Linked DNA regions of Nothobranchius furzeri: region 2 is linked to region 1. The links are chromatin contacts, called in public Micro-C maps. All regions are on one chromosome and are shown on one strand. The core of a region is the stretch at or near the end of the contact, and the rest is flanking DNA. Distances in the headings are between cores, read along the strand shown. Region 1 holds the start of wnt11 (wingless-type MMTV integration site family, member 11). Region 2 overlaps uvrag (UV radiation resistance associated gene).

Region 1 (3,219 bases), core at 302-2,801:
TATTATTATGATAGTTGTTAATATTGTTATTGTTATTGTCAATGTTATCATGAATATTGTTGTTAATTTTATTATTGTTATTATTGTTGTTATAATTATCGGGATTGATGTACATTTTTATTGTTTTATTGTTATTATGATTATTTTTGTTGTTAATTTTACAATTGTTATTATTGTTGTTATGAGTATTGTTGTTAATTTGTCATAGTTGTTTTTATTGCTATTACTATGATTATTGTTGTTGTTAATATTATGATTTTTATTTTCGTTGTTATGTTTGTTATCATGTATTTGTGACTGAAGACATCTTCACGAGGACTCTCAGGATTCTGACTTCAAGTGTAAGCCTATCTGTGTGACGTTGGTTGTCCTACATGTGGATAATCTCTGCTGTGATTTTACCCCTGCTCACTCACACACACACACACACACACGTAAAATGGATCGGGTCCTTGGAAACCGGATTCCTCTCCTCAGGATTGTAACTAAGGCAAAGACATGTGGAGCCAATACAAGCTGAAGCTCCCAGAGGAAGACGGCTTGTTGTGGTCCATGCCTCCTTTGGAGACAGCAGGACAACACCTGGACATCTGTTCCCTCTGGAGCCTCCAGCAGAACCAGAGGTCAAGGTCTGGACCAGAGCTCAGTTCTGGGCTAGTTTCCCACAGCTGGTCCAGCCTATGACCACCAGGAACATCAGGAAGCTCCGGTTCGATAAATTATGAACTGGACAGAAGCTGGGAAGCAAATTTATTTTGGTTTATCCCCTCACACTTTATTACATTATTATTATTATTATTATTATTATTATTATTGTTGTTATTATTATTATTGTTGTTGTTGGTATTATTATTAAAAAAAACCATAAACCCAAATCATCGAGGTGACTGATTAAAGCTGAATGATGATGAGGTTTTATGGTTCATCATTTCTAGAACAGGACTGATTAATGTTTCCCTGCTGTAGGAAACAAATCTATTTTATTTTCGTTTTTAGTGTGAGAACTATAATAAATAATATAATCTTAATAAATAATATAAATATAATAAATAATGCAATAATGATAAATAACATAACTATAATAAACTATATAATTATAATAAACAATATAATCATAATAAATAGTAGAATTATAATAGGTCCACACCAAGAACATGTTTATTAAATCAGAGCAACGAATAAAAACATAATAAAAATTATAATAACAATAATAATCAAATTAATAATAATAGCAATAATAATTATTATTATAATAATAACCATCCGGTAGTTTACTTTAATTGTTTAGGTTGTTATGCAGACGGGTTTATTATTATATTAATATTTCTGTAGCAGACGTCAATCACTAACTTACAGTTTGAATCTTTAATAGCGCACGAACCCTAACCCTGATCTAATGTTTTAATGAGGTAAAGAGACCGCGGGGGTCCCGGTGCCGCCTGGGCTCATGTTAATGTGGCTGTGACGTCATCAGTGAGATCAAAGCGGACCAGGGGTACTTTAGAGCTGGTTCTGCCCCCGCACGGTTCATACCTCTCTCCCTCTGCTACACACACACACGCGCACACACACACACACACACACACACACAGACACCGACAGCGCTCTGGGTCTGACTCACAACATGCGTGCCGGTCCGGACCCGTTCCTCCAGCCCGGCTTGGATTCTACCGCAGCATCAGGCTGATCAGCAGCGGACGGACCGGATATTCGGACCCGCTTTTGGAGCGTCACCTCCCCGCCTGAGTAGAGCGGAGCTCCGCGGTGCAAGGTGAGAACAGCCGGGTCCGGGACCGGGTCACAGGACTGCTTCGGGACTTCTGGGCTTAGCTGAGCTCCGATCTACCGTAAACATGTTGGACCTTAATCAGCTGCTCTGCTGCTGGATAGTCCGGGTCAGACCGGGTTACGGTTCCGAACCGGACCGGATCTGACACGGTCCACCTCCAAAAAAGTCACGTTTAACAGTTTCAGCAGTTTTTAGTCTACTGGTTCTGGTTCGGTGGTTTCGGTCCAGAAGCCATTAAAATATCAAACGGTGTTTAAAACAGCAAAGTGTCTGTAAACAGTTTTATGGTGCAGTTTGGACATTTGTGAGCGGGAGCAGCTCACCCTAACCCCGGCCCGGATCCTGGGATAAATAAATAATAACATAATCAGCGGTAATCCTAATCTGCTGCATAAGTGATGAACAGGAAGTGCTTTTGTTAATTAGGTCCTGGAGTCAGATCAGAGGTGAGCTGCTTTAAAAAAGATCATGGTTTTAAAAAGTAAATGATCACACACACACACACACACACACACACACACACACACACACACACACACACACACACACACACACACATTTCTAAGTGAGGCGTATTCAAACTTTTCAAAATAAAGGCCAAAAATGTTAAATTGGATTTCTGAGGAGGATGAGATTTGTTTGATGTGTGCTCCCTAAAAAGCACCAGAGCTTGTTAGAGAGTCTGAACATGAAATGTAAGAACATCTTTACAGAAGAGACGACACGCATCATTCTAGAAATGTGATGGGGTGGCTCTCAAAACCACTCCGAGGGCCACAAGCGGCCCCCGAACTGCCGCTTGGACACGGCTCTGCTCTTATTGTGTTTTGTATCCCGGAAGCTCCTGTGGCTCTGTTCAGATTACTTCCCTAATCTATTCCAGGATTGAGAGGGGCGGCCGTGCCATGAGATCAGATCCCTGAGTGTGATCCCAGCAGCCTTCGTGTTTGTGTCCCGACTGAAGTGGAGTCCACCATGAGGAGCAACTCCCACCTCCTGCCTCTCTGTCTGCTCACAGCCGTGCTGCTGTCTCAGGTCTGCTCCGGCATCAAGTGGCTGTAAGTACCTCCGGATCGTAAGCCCAGAGTGTATCCACAGTGTGTATCTCCAGAGCGTATTCCTGGATCAAATCCGCAGATCTTGTCCCTGTTGCATATACCCAGAGCGTCTCCATTCCACGGATGACTTTGTGTAGGAAGCATTTTGGTAACTTCCAGAACTGGATGGAGCTCGGACTCAGCCCAAACATTCCTTAAGTTTCCACTGTGTGTGTATTTGTGTATTCGATGACGTGGACAGCAGATTAGCTGGTGGTTCCTCAGCTTATGAACAGAAACCTCAGAGTTCCGGTGTAGCCAGAAGCAAAAAGGATCTCCGTGCAGCTTCCGGGTCCAAGACGTGGATGACAGCAGAGGACAAACAGGGAGGTG
Region 2 (3,287 bases), core at 735-3,234, 240 kb after region 1:
GAGAGCTTTGAAGATGAAACGTGGCTGGGTCTTCCAACACGACAATGATCCCAAACCCACCACCCGGGCAACAAAGGAGTGGCTCCGTAAGAAGCATTTGAAAGTCCTGGAGTGGCCTAGACCACCCCATAGAAAATCTGTGGAGGGAGTTGAAAGTCCGTGCTGCTCGGCGACAGCCCCAAAACATCACTGCTCTCGAGAAGATCTGCATGGAGGAATGGGCCAAAATACCAGCTACTGTGTGTGCAAACCTGGTAAAGACCTATAGTAATCGTTTGACCTCTGTTATTGCCAACAAAGGTTATGTTACAAAGTATTGAGTTGAATTTTTGTTATTGACCAAATACTTATTTTCCACCCTGATTTACAAATAAATTCTTTAAAAATCCTGCCATGTGAATTCATGGATTTTTTTTCACATTCTGTCTCTCACAGTTGAAGTGTACCTATGATGAAAATTACTGACCTCTGTCATCATTTTAAGTGGGAGAACTTGCACAATCGGTGGCTGACTAAATACTTTTTTGCCCCACTGTATATATATATATATATATATATATATATATATATATATACATAAAGGATGGGGCAACCTCGACCGTAGCAGACACACAAGGGATGGAAGTCAGTCAGTTCTACAGAAAGTTAACTACAACTACATCTGTTAGTAGCCAAGAACCAATGCCCACACACACACACACACACACACACACACACACACACACACACACACACACACACACACACACACACACACACACACACACGCACGCACGGACACACACACACACACACACACACACACACACACACGACTAATCAGTATAAAGTGACATTAAGGGACATAATGCAGGGAATTATAATCAAGATTCGACCCAAACAACTACACCTCCATAATCTGTCAACATAAAGACTCTAGGTCAGCCGTACCAAACCAGAACCCCAAGAGCCACGCGAGCTGCCTGCAGGCCAACTCACTACAGAGCAGCAACCAGCAGCCCTTCCATACGGGTGAAGCTGTCAGTTTCAGAAAGGTTGTGACCCCTGATAAAGGATGAAAGCTGATGGTCTTCAGGTGAAGGCTTGGTCTTTAACTAGTAGTCAACACTATTCTTTCAGCGACAGCCGTTCCTCCTGTGTTGTTAGTAAAGCGTGGAGGCGGGAGGGTCCCAGAAAACAGGAATTCATGCACTTCTCTCTTTGACGGCATGGCACAGGCTAATTCCTGCAGCCGTGTAGGATATGGAAGTAATCATGCTGCATTACATAAGCATAAACTATGCGTATAAGAGCACATTCAGCTCAGCAGAAACTGTGACAGGAACGATGAGCTGCAGGCCAGCGGTGAGAAGGATTGGTGTGAGTGTTAAACTCCAGAGTCCCACGGGGGTGCAGAAGGGAGAGGATGTGAAGGAAAGCTGCAATAATAGAAAACGTAAGAGCAGAGGTCATTAAAAGTTATGACTCAAGCTGCACTTTATTTTCCTCAGCAGGCTGCTATGGAAGCACTGGTCTCCCCTCACATAAACACATACCGGGGGTGCCCTGGACAGGCTCTGCCTCTGCTAATAACAGGATCCTAATCTGTGTTTTATAGTGTCTAAACACAACTTTCACTGGGCTGATTATACTCTAGTGTGACTGGGATCCAGTTAACAGAGGGAAGCCCAGGAGACCCTGAAGGTGGTGTTTACATTCTCCACATTTAAAATAGACATGCAACAAACATGCTTGTGTTCCTAATGAGTATTCCAGGGTTGACCATTCTGACAGGGAATAACATCCGGTTGTCTCTGTCGCCCTCTCCAGGTGAACAGCCATATGTCGACTAATTTCCCTCAACATTCCCAAGCATTAAAACTCTGCTCCTCATATTCTGACCTTTGATCTAAGAAAGAAAATGTGGAGCTCAGGATTCAGAAACTCCTGCTTGGCTTAAAATTCCCAGCTCTGCGACATTCGCTTTCATATGGCGCCACCTGCTGGACATTGAGGAAAACATGGAGCTCAAAGTAACTTTTCAACACAAAAGAAACATTGATGTGGCTATTTTACTGCTTAAATCAGGTGGTTAAATACCCCCGTCATCAGTAAACTCCTGCTAAACATGTCATGAGCAGGCCTTTGTACATGACCTAGCAGAAGAAAAATCATCCTCATTCCACTCATCAAGCTGCTTGGTCACTTCTCAAAAACTTCAGGATAGACATGCTCCTTAGTCAGAAATCTGAGACTTTAAACAGATGGGACATATTCTTTCTACTGCTTCACCTTTGTCTGGGGTCGCCTTCACAAGTTCAACTCAAAGTAGTGAAGGCCTCTCCCCAAGCAAGTCCCGTTGATCCTCTCAACTATTAGAGCAGGAGGTGCTTGAGGACCTACTCAAGTTGGACACACTCGGCTGGATTGGATACTCTTGACCCTTTCTTTCTGAAACCAGCAGCTCGAGTACCTGCAGCGCCTATAACTCATCCATTTAAAGAGCAAGTTTTTTGTGCTTGTGAAGAACTAGTGATTTTTATCCAGAGGTGCTTTAAAAAAGCATGTTCTTGTTCTACTCCAACAATGCAAGAGAGGAAATATGAAAGTAGAAACAGCTTTCAGATGTATTAAATAACAAAACATCACAGTTTTCCTGCATTACCAAGGCAGGCTGGCTGCATGTTTTTCTAGATGTTGCCACTGCCATAACACAGGAGGAAACCCTGAATGTAAAAAAAAAAGTTACACAACAGGTCCTGGATCAGTCAAAAACCGCTAAAAAACCACAGCTTTGATAGTCACGTGATCGCACTGTTTGAAATCGCAATTTTGGTTCAAAAACGATAGATCGTTCAGCCCTACTTCAACCTAAACGCTAACGATGGGTATATCAGAGCATCCTGGTGCAATAAGCTATACTGTTATGCACGACACCATTAGTCGACTATTAAAATAGTCGTTTGTGACAGCCCTAGTTCACAGCAGCACCTCTTACAAAAAACTGTGCCAGCCAACAGTGAATACATTAATAAAATCAGAGAAAATGTCAACGGACAGCAAAACTTCATGGTTTCTCATTCTGCAGCACCTGAGCTGGCCGCACTGGTAGCTACAGGTGCTGATAAAAGTTAGCCTGCTGGCTGTGGTGCTGCATGCATTCTCCATCTCGGTGATGCACACCATTCAACAGAGACGCATGAGGAAGATGTAAACAACTTGAATTATGAGCAGTGTGTTTGTTTCTGACCACAACCAAAGTCTGGAAGAAGCCTCTGGGGTGAGAGGCTAAATGTCTCCAACATATC

What was found. A called contact is a pair of places that touch in the nucleus more often than the background predicts.
Region 2: a Micro-C map of tail fin shows a contact between it and region 1, with 8 times the contacts expected there. The contact joins the enhancer-like site here to the promoter of wnt11 in region 1. A contact is called at or near these places in 2 of 2 Hi-C or Micro-C datasets (skeletal muscle and tail fin).

Annotation. Positions count from the first base shown.
Region 1 is chr10:41,424,563-41,427,781 of NfurGRZ-RIMD1, forward strand. It overlaps wnt11 (wingless-type MMTV integration site family, member 11), which reads left to right and starts at 1,552. Exons shown (of 6, transcript XM_015960168.3): 1 at 1,552-1,771; 2 at 2,673-2,847. The coding sequence starts at 2,765.
Region 2 is chr10:41,662,852-41,666,138 of NfurGRZ-RIMD1, forward strand. The region is part of intron 6 of uvrag (UV radiation resistance associated gene); the gene reads right to left. Among protein-coding and RNA genes, the nearest start is that of uvrag, 26 kb to the right of the region's middle. Within about 2 kb of position 1,985, at least 1 of the 3 cell types and tissues checked has an H3K27ac peak or open chromatin away from gene starts, as enhancers often do. A contact at or near this core is called in tail fin, where this site is marked.